2 separate regions of the Pan troglodytes genome follow, and region 1 is linked to region 2. The links are chromatin contacts, called in public HiChIP or PLAC-seq maps. All regions are on one chromosome and are shown on one strand. Each heading gives the region's core, a stretch centred on a gene start, on an enhancer-like site or on the middle of the called end of the contact. The rest is flanking DNA. Distances are from core to core; before and after follow the strand shown. Region 1 holds the start of TMEM167A (transmembrane protein 167A). Region 2 holds the start of VCAN (versican).

Evidence for each region. HiChIP or PLAC-seq counts read pairs in DNA pulled down with a chosen protein or histone mark.
Region 1: an H3K4me3 HiChIP or PLAC-seq map of stem cell-derived excitatory neurons shows a contact between it and region 2, with 13 times the contacts expected there. The contact joins the promoter of TMEM167A here to the promoter of VCAN in region 2. A contact is called at or near these places in 2 of 7 Hi-C or Micro-C datasets (induced pluripotent stem cells and stem cell-derived neural progenitor cells) and 1 of 1 datasets of contacts at active chromatin or transcription factors (stem cell-derived excitatory neurons).

Annotation. Positions count from the first base shown.
Region 1 is chr4:32,973,215-32,978,112 of NHGRI_mPanTro3-v2.0_pri, reverse strand. It overlaps TMEM167A (transmembrane protein 167A), which reads right to left and starts at 1,916. Exons shown (of 4, transcript XM_063811121.1): 1 at 1,828-1,916. The coding sequence starts at 1,858.
Region 2 is chr4:32,579,258-32,584,623 of NHGRI_mPanTro3-v2.0_pri, reverse strand. It overlaps VCAN (versican), which reads left to right and starts at 2,566. Exons shown (of 15, transcript XM_517667.9): 1 at 2,566-3,426.

The DNA.
Region 1 (4,898 bases), core at 667-3,166, 390 kb before region 2:
CCAGCACTTTGGGAGGCTGAGGTGGGAGGATCACGAGGTCAAGAGATCGAGACCATCTTGGCCAACATGGTGAAACCTCGTCTCTACTAAAAATACAAAAATTAGCCAGGCGTGGTTGTGCACGCCTGTAGTCCCAGCTACTCGGGAGGCTGAGGCAGGAGAATTGCTTGAACCCAGGAAGCAGAGGTTGCAGTGAGCTGAGATTATGCCACTGCACTCCAGCCTGGGCAACAGAGGGAGACTCCATCTCAAAAAAAAAAAAAATCATTAAAATACAGTAATTCAGGTTTATTAAGTCATTACCATTGGGTTACCTCACAAATAAACTAAGTTTAGATGCGAACTCAAAGATACTGAGACACTAATCCATTTCTTAAGCTGCTAAGTTAGCCCTCTTGAAACCTCACTTCGTAGCTCTGCCAACAATGTACTTTTGACATCCCAAGCTCACAGGAATAAAAAACCACCTGCCAGTTGTTTCCGTTTTCCACCTATGTCTGATATATGTACTTATATTTATAAGAAACAAATCACTAAGTCTTATTTCATCCTTAGTTATGTTGTGTTTCTATCGATAACAGCATGAAGATTTTGGGCATCTGGACATTAAAATAAGTTTGAGTACTGGCTTTACAATCTACTAGGTGTGATCCGAGGCAAGTCAGTCTCCTCATGTTTCACTTCTTTCACTTGTAAACATCTATTCAGAAGTTGCTGTGAACTTGATATTTCCATGCTTATAAACTGATTTTTTGAAAAGAGCCTGGTACATAGGACGTGATAATAAATGAAAGCTATTTGCTACTTTTGGAAAAACAAGCATGACAAGATAGTTTATATACTGTTGATCTTAAGCACAGTATATGCATCTTATTTTTAGCTAGTCTGACAGTGAGATAATAAAAAGAGTTATCTTTGACTTGCACTACGAGTAGAAGAATTCAACTTCAGTTTCTAGAAAGATGTAAAAGAATTAAGAGTGGCAGTCTTCCTAGTCTCAACTGCCATCTTCCCACCAGGTGGTAAATTCGTCCAGAGAAGAAAATGAATTATTGCTATATGGGATTCTGCAGCAATTTCTGTGAACATAGGCTCATAATTTTCCACCATGGAGACTCAAGCTTTTTGGAGTCATAGTTGTTTTTGGGTCTATTCGCAGGCATGCATCCTTTGTCCAGAAATATACACAACATTTGGCACATGGACCTGGAGATAAAAGAGGAGGAAGGCCTGAGGCTAGACACCACTCCAATAAGTACATTAAGCTCCTGGAAGGGCAATCCACCTTTGCAGAGAACTCTTAACTATTAAAACCTATAGCTTGTAAAGCAGCATTTTCAAAGTTAAGAGAATAAGGTGGAAGGGTCTTGAGAGGCTACTGACTAAACAGATGAAAATGAAGGTATGGAGTTTGGTGCCAAAAGAAACTCCCCCCAAAAATCAAACAATAACACCAGAGTAAAGCCCCTAGGGCGAGATAAGGAGTTGCAACCAAACAAGCGGAAACTCGAGAAGCGCTAATGCTTCAAAGGGTCAATGACCACACACAATCTACGTAGCCAACGTGTTAAAACACACCAACGCATTTTTTTTTCCTAAACAAAGTAGGAAAGCGGACTTTGCATGAGGGGCGGGCTCCCGACCCAGCAGTCTTCCTCGGACAGTCCGTCCTGATTCTTTCTGGTTGGCCGTGGAGGGACCACATGGCTCCAAGGCCTCTCAGCTCCGGGCCCACACACCCCGGGCTGCCGCACAAACTCCAGCCCTAGTCTAGATCCACAACCCCTTCTCGAAGATCAACCGCGACCTGGGAGCCCCACTTCTTACCATAGCGAGGCCGGCGATGCCGCAGCCACATCACCCTTCCGGGGCTCAGGCGGAAGAGGCTGCACGTCCCGTCTGCCCTTCTCGCCCTCTGCAGCCGTCCGGTTGGGCTTGTCACGGCACCGCCTACCAAGACGGGCGATTAAGACACTAGGATAGGCTCCTCTCCACCGGAAAAGGCGGGATTTAGATCACGTCCCGCAGGCCGGCGGAAGTAGCTGATACTCTCATTGGTTGCAAAACCTTGATCTGTGAAAGCGGGCGTTTTGGAAGATACCGGAAGTAGAGTCACGGAGAGGTAGGATCCGGAAATGGGGCTGCCTCTTTAAATAACAAAAATCTGAGGTTCTGTTCTTTTTATCTTTTTGCTTTCTTTTTAAAAAAGTTCCCTGCTACTTACCCCTAGAACTCCACAATGCGAGAATCCCCCTCAATTTGTGAGCTCCCGCGACTTCCTCTTGTGGGCTTTTGGGGATGCTAGGGTTCTCGGCATTATCCTCAGGGTGCGACCTGTTCACCCCCTTTTCAGTTTCTCCATTTGCATCTGAGGTATTCTTGGGAATGCGAAGCACTTTTGAAATGCTCTGTGTTGGTTGTGGGATTGGGAGGACGGTTGAATCCAGAGGGTAGTGTTGAGTAGGCTGTTTGAGCATTTCCCCAGCACTGGCCTGTCCTTTCAATCCCCAGATATTGGTAAACTGTGGGTTCCAACCAGGCATCGAGGCTGAAACGTACTAGGCAATTTGAGGTCAGGAAAGAACTTTCTGTGGTAACCAATGGGAAGGAACTGCCGTTTGCGGACTGCAGCGATTGATTAGGTACTTTAAAGAGATCAACTGGCAAGACAAATGACAAGCAACTTTTAATCAGTAGTAGTACTTAGCTTTTTCTGATTTTAATTATCCCATTAGGTGAGGTTCTATTACACACACACGTTTTTCTTTCTGCATTTTATCGATGGAGAAACAGGCGCTTTGACATGTTTGAATTTGCGTAGTTCTTGGAATTCTAATAAAGTATTAGAAATGAGAGTTTTTCACTCTTTGCCCCCTTATGGCAAGCTTTTGGTTCTAAATGTGTGATGTATTTTTTCTCAGGCAGGAGAGAGTTCTTTTCAGAATGTTTTCAATTTTTTATTGACTTAGAAGGTGGATAGAGAGAAAGAGAGAAGGTAACTCACGTGAGATTTTGGTTTATGAACTGTATTCGGCCTATGAGACCCTTTTGTATTTAGGGCAACACAATGATTAGAAGATTTGGGATTCTGCTATTTGTGTTTACATTGTTCACTAGGGCACACAAAGGTTTTGTTTTAAACTATAACTAACTTGATATTTGAGTCTGTTATATAATGTTTATTGCATTTATGTAAAACATCAAAGTTAATCTGACGTGGTGAGTTTTTTTTGGGAGGTGGTAGTTTAGCTCCATTGTCTTACATAAACCCCCTACTTTTTGGTTTTCAGATTATATCACAATTTCTAAAATCTTTCTGGCAGCTTTGCAATGAATCCTCATTTAAAACCATCTTGGATCCTTTCCTTACTAGAAATAAAATCTGTCTGTGTTATTCCTTTGTTCAAAAATTATTATTTATTTTTATTTTTGAGACAGGATCTTGCTCTGTTGCCCAGGGTGGAGTGCAGTGGCACAATCATGACTCACTGCAGCCTCAACCTCCAGGGCAGAAGCGATCTATCCTCCTCCCTCAGTATCCCCAGTAGCCGGGACCATGGTTGCATGCCACCATACTTGGCTAATTTTATTTTATTTTTTGTAGAGACAGGGCTCACTATGTTGCCTAGGCTGGTCTCAAACTCCTGGGCTCAAGTGATCCTCCCGCCTCGGCCTCCCAAAGTGCTGGGATTACAGGTGTAGGCCACCGCACCACGTCTGGCCTGTTCAAAAAGTATTATCTCACCTGCATCTGGAAGAATATTTCCAACTTTGGTTTCATGGGTATATTAAAATCGTATGTAAAAATAGTGGATATTTGTAGTTTTCTGTGGCGCCAGTGCACAGGTGTCCTCAGTGTTATGAGGATTACATGAGTTATTACAAGTAAATCATCTAGGCAAATGTTTGGCATACAGTAAGCACTCAGAAAGTGTTGGCTATTACTGTGCATGGCTTTGTCTTTGCTAAATTAAAAGTCCCTGGAGAGGAGGAATTATAATGGAGGAATGGTTGAATTGCATATATTAGGCACTAAATACAGTAGTCCCTCCTTATCTGAGGTTTTGATTTCTGCAGTTTCAGTTACCCATGATCAACCACAGTCTGAAAATATTAAGTAGAAAATTCCAGCCGGGTGCGGTGGCTCATGCCTGTAATTCCAGCACTTTGGGAGACCAAGGCGGGCAGATCACTTGAGGTCAGGAGTTTGAGACCAGCCTGGCCAACATGGTGAAACCCCATCTCTACTAATATACAAAAATTAGCCAGGCATGGTGGCATGTGCCTGTAGTCCCAGCTAGTCAGGAGGCTGAGGCAGGAGAATCAATTGAACCCAGGAGGTGGAGGCTGCAGTGAGCCGAGATTGTGCCACTGCACTCCTGCGTGGGCAACGGAGCGAGACTCCATCTCAAAAAAAAAAAAAAAAAAATTCCAGAAATAATGCATACATTTTAAATAGCATGCCTTTCTGAGTTGTGATGAAATCTTATTCTGTTCTATCCCATTCAGCCCGGGGCCATGAATCATCTCCTTGTTTAGCGTATCCCTGCTGTATAAGCTTCCTGCCTTTTAGTTGCTTGGTTATCAGATTGATGGAGGTGGTATCACAGTGCGTGTGTTCTAGGAATACTTATTTTACTTAATTATTGCTTCAAAGCACAAGAGTAACGACGCTGGCAATTTGGTTATGCCAAAGAGTAGCTGTAAAGTGCCTCTTTTAAGCAAAAAAAGGAAAGTTCTCCACTTAATAAGGAAGAAAAGAAATCCTATGTTGATGTTGTTAAGATCTATGGTAAGAACAAATCTATCTGTAAAATTGTGAATAAGCAAAAAGAAATTTATGCTAGTTTTACTGTCACACCTCAAACTGCCAAACTTATAGCCATAGTGCATTATAA
Region 2 (5,366 bases), core at 1,317-3,816:
TAAAGAACCTCAGAAGGAGGTTTAGATGAAGATAATAAAATTCCCTGGAGACACATCTGCCATCTACACCTTTCCTCTCCAAGTCATTGGCTTGCTGCCCCTGAGCTCAGCCAAATTCCCAAAGACAAGATCAAAGCAAGGAAGCAAGGCACATAGCTTCTGGCTTATGGTTTCTTTTAGACACAAGCATTGTGAATGAAGATCTTGCTTTATTTATACCTGGGATCTTGGAGTTTTCACAAAGAATATCCCCAGTACAAGGATGTGATTTAAAGGGGGACTCACAGAATAAGATTTTAATTACTGTTTGATTCATACTTGAGTGTAATGGACAAATAAATACAATTTTAGTTATAAAACCTGAAAAATATATATTTTCCCATTCAAAAACTTCTGATAGTTTTGTCAGGCATTGGAGAATCAGAAATAAATCCTCTCTCATTTTCTTTCTCTTGATGAAAGAAAGTCATTAAAAACAGTTACATAGAAATAATAATACAACTGTAGACTCTATTCTAAATATAGCTGGTATGTTTTCCTTTTTCTTTTTTACCCATTCTCCATTTTAGATAGCTAGAGGGGAAAGTCTGCCCTAGAGATAGAAAGAAGATATCCATGGGGTATAATTTCATTTTAGTTATCTGATAGCCTGAAGAAGTATTTAATTTTCTGAATAATAATGTTACAAGTCAAAGAAGAGAAAAGACAGGCAGTTTAAAGCTTTTCAACATCGTGCATATTCTAATTCCTTAAGTCAGCCCTGAGAAAGTGCCTTTGTCCTGTAGAACTATTTGGTCAAGTGTTGTGAAGTCTACTGGCATTAAAAGACACTAAAAATTTTGGAGGATTAGAGAATCAAATTTGGCAACATAAATGAAAACATCTCAGAATGTAAAAAGTATCTAACCCATCACTTTCAATCATGTTCCATTATATACAGATGGCATTATTTATAGTGAATGTTAACTATTAACATTTCCCTAAAAATGGGCATTAATCTGCTATTAGTTGCTTGTTTCTGCTCTAGTTCTCCTTTGTTGAAAGGTTTTACTTAACTGTATCATAAAGGGACAAAAGGGTAAAAGATAATAAGCTTTTCAGACTGGCAGATCTGTCACTTACAAAATGGCCTTGGGCAGGTTACTTGAACTCTTTGAAACTCAACTAGATTTACTCAAATTTAAGAATGAGAATACAAATCCACATCTTGAAGTGTTTCACAGAAAGGTCTACCTTAATGTCTGGAGTATATATTTCAATGAACATTCATTTTATTTTATTTCTCTCCATTCCTGAATCAAGCAATCTTGAATCTAAAGTTGCTATGATTAGCACTGAAAAGACCACTGGACTATTAATTGTGTGACTTTGGGACAGTAACTTTCTGCACCTTAGTTTGTTTACATGTTATACATGAAGGTTGAAGTCTGATTCTGCTCTGTGACTATCATTCTAAACATCTGATGAAATCAAATTTCAATGTTTGGAATGGTAGTACAATAAATTTACTAAGAATAAATAATTCACTGCAAAAACACATTGATTTCCAAATGATGTAACTGACAGTTATATTACTGCAGAGGGCTGATAAATAACAAAAGAAATGAAAGATGCACATGGTGAGAACTGAAATTATCCTGACAAGTCTTCTACCTGTTTATCACTTAAAATCAATGACCATGCTGAATGCCTACAAATTACAAAATATAAAAGAAATCTTATAAATGCACATGTATAGGAGTCTAAGTTACTAAAAGTTTTAAAGCATAAGTTTAAACCAAACTAATCAAAGAAGTTGAGAGGAAAAATTGGCTTTCATCTTTAATCACTACTGTTTTGAGGTCCTATGTTTAATATAATTTTCTAAGTAGAGGCTTCAGAGAGAAGAGTTGTGAGGATACTTTCATATTTGTGTAGAAGGAAAAGTTTGCCATCCATTCTAGTATCCCTAGTGTTATACTGATGTGCACCTTGGATTTATTTTGTTCCTATTGTATAAACTCATACTTGACTTCAAAGAAAAGGAAAATCCAAAGTCCCTCTTTTCTAAGGGGACAGAAATCCTTTGTGTCAACTGTTTGACCCTTTGCTCTGTAAGGTCCTATTGGAAATCTTTTGTAACACAATGCAGGGGACTCTTCCATGTGTTGATGCTGTTTACACAGTGGGGTGGGCCTGACTGAAGAAAAAAAATCGCATATACGCATGAAAGATTATAGTCTTATTTCCGGAAAGCATGAAAGGCGATTGATACTTCCAAGAAGTCCCTGTTACTCAGGAAAATTATCAAATATTCTACTCAGAGATACTTGGAAAGACTGAAGGAAAGGAAGAACGAAGAAAGCAGAATCTAGACTTACGTGGGGAGAGATTTGTGGCAGAGGAAAAGTATTCTCTTTGAATCCGACAAGGGATTTGCCTGGGGGAATTTCCTGTCCAGCCTTTTATTACCAGGGTCTTTTGACGCCGGGCTCCCCATTGGGCAGTTCCCTGGGAGTGCAGTGGGGAATTCTTACACTTTCCCTCTAGGTCCCTGAAGGATCTCGTTTTCTCAGTGTCTCTTTCAGGTTGGCAGGAGCCTTGAGCCTGACACTTCCCTTTGATGGGACAGGCAAGCTCTGTGGGCGCGTAAACACGCTGTAACCAAGTTCTTTGCTGATTTTACAGTTTTGTGTGCTCCCGAGAAGAAGTGATCGTACTCAATTGTCTATTGCTGGCCTGCCCCCTAAGAGCCTGGGGGCTCCTTTCCCCTAACCCAGAACTAGCTGCACGGGGGGCGGGGAAGTGGGGGTGGGGAAGGAGTGGGAGGGCAGTGGTTTCCGCGAGCAGAGCGATGTTACTGAGTGAGTCCCTGAATGGGGAGCGCTGCTGTCCCCAAGCCGATTGGTACTTCTTGTCAGGAAGAAACGCCAAGAGGTGGGAGTGCCTGGGGAGGGAGGCAGGCGGTCCCTACCGCAGGCGCGGGGAGCTGCCTTTCCGCCCCTCCGCCTGCTTTCCAAGCCTGGACTCTTAGGAGTGGCTGAAGCTGCGGAGCGCTTTTGGAGCCTGTGAATGAACCCTCCTCCTCTCCCTCCTCCTTCTTCTCGCTGAGTCTCCTCCTCGGCTCTGACGGTACAGTGATATAATGATGATGGGTGTCACAACCCGCATTTGAACTTGCAGGCGAGCTGCCCCGAGCCTTTCTGGGGAAGAACTCCAGGCGTGCGGACGCAACAGCCGAGAACATTAGGTGTTGTGGACAGGAGCTGGGACCAAGATCTTCGGCCAGCCCCGCATCCTCCCGCATCTTCCAGCACCGTCCCGCACCCTCTGCATCCTTCCCCGGGCCACCACGCTTCCTATGTGACCCGCCTGGGCAACGCCGAACCCAGTCGCGCAGCGCTGCAGTGAATTTTCCCCCCAAACTGCAATAAGCCGCCTTCCAAGGTAATCACGTTTCTTTTGTTCCCCCCTTAAAAAACAAAAACAAAAAACTTATAGAAAAAAACCCGCGAGCTTAGAAAAAAGAAGCAATTGGTAGAAGGCTTTAATTAAGGCAAAGAGCTGTAAGGCGAAGTTAAGAAAATGTAGGCACTTAAAAAATGCAGGTAACTTTCAAAAGGGCTTTTGGGGAGAGGCATACAGAGGGACCTTGGTGTTGAAAAAGATTCAGACAAAAGAAACCCAGGGTGGGGTGGGGGTAAAATGACTAACGGAATTGGGGGAAGGGAGGGAATAAATTGTAAAGAAATCATAGAAAAGTGGTTGGTTCTTGAGCTGGAGAGAAGAGAGGGACCTTTGGCACTTTGATTTTTTTGTTGTTGTTCTTAACACGCTCGAAGCAAAAGTTTGAATGGGGACTACCAAGACTTGCCACAGACAAGTCCCCGAAGCCGCCTTGGTGCAGGCCACCTGGTTTCCCAGCCCCTGGTGTGTGGTCAGTGCCTGGTGTTCCTGGAAAGCCACTCCCGGGCAGCTCCTGACAGTGCGACCCGGCGCCCAAGCAGCCTGGGACCTTGCGCGGACCTGACCCCTTCAGACCGCAGGCAGTCTGGGAGGAGGTCCGGCCGGGGGAGGTGCAGGATCCCCGCCGTGTCTCTTTGACGACTTGGGGACTGTCACGGTTCTCTCCCGGCGCCCCTGGGTTCTTTTGTCCTGCACGCGGTGCGAAGGGGCCAGCAGGGAAGGAGCAGAGGATGGGGGGTGGGGTTGTTGGAGCCCCGCGGAGGTCTGGGAGGCCCCTGGGCGGGAAAAGCCTGTTCTGAATCGGCAGGGATGTGCAACAATTTTTCTCACCCTGAAGAGTGAAATAGGGTCTGTCGCTCCCATCTCAACAAGCAAACCGGCACCCAGAGCGCACTGCAGACAAAGGTGGCTCGGGGACCCGAATCAGGGGACTCTGGGTCAGTCCTCTCGCCCAGACTACAGGAGTCCTCCGTTTCCTTACATATTCCCCACCCTCTCCTAGTTCTCCGCTCTAGTTGAGCAACTTTACTGGCAGGTCTAGCGGCAGCGGCGCGCGCGTGTGCCGGGAGCCCCGGGGGACGTCCTCGGCTGGAGCGCCCCACCGTCCTGCAGAGGCGTAGGCGCTGTAGGGCGACATCCCTAGTGCTTGCAGACCTAGGGCATCCGGGTTGTTCTGGCCCGCGGTCTGTGTCACTGGGCGTGGAGCGGTCTGGGTGTTAGGCAGAGGAGAGCGGGGTAGAAAAATAGTGTCATAGCCTAAACTATTTGCTCTCCAATCCAACTGCGTCTCGGCAAGTCCTGCATGTCCCTGGGAGATGCTGTGGGAAGGGGGAGAAATCTACACGGCGCCTGGAGAGTTGTCCTGCCGCGGGCACACCCGCGGCAGAGTCTCTCTGGGTCGCGTTCCTCATCTTTGTGTCTCCCTCTGTCTCCATCTTCTCTGCCTCCCTTCCCCTTTCCCAGCCTCTGTTCTCTCTCTCTAGCTTCTGCGTCCCCTCCCCCACAGCTGACAAATGAATGGCTAGTGTGAAATCCCTGCCTTTCCCGTCCTCCAAGGCAGCAGGGGGGGAGGAGCGAGGGAGGCGGTGCGCTCCTTCGGATCTGCCCCCAGTTCAGCTCACAGGACTTGCAGAACCTAGATGTCTAGGAATTGGGAGTTTTGCGGCGGGTGTGGGCGCCCCCTGATGGAGAAGTCCCGCACGGGCGGAGAAAAACAAGCCCCCCAGACCAAGCGAGCATCTTTCACAACCTTGTGTTCAAGGATGGAAGGCCCTAGTTTTCCCTTAAGTCATTCATTTTGCACTCCACAATCTGCGGCGTACATCTAGGAGTTTGGAGGACCCTGTAAAAAGGTCTTGGTCTGTGCAAAGTGCAGAGATGCCTTCTCGCGAGTCGGCTGGAACGCACGCGGCGCCCTGGGT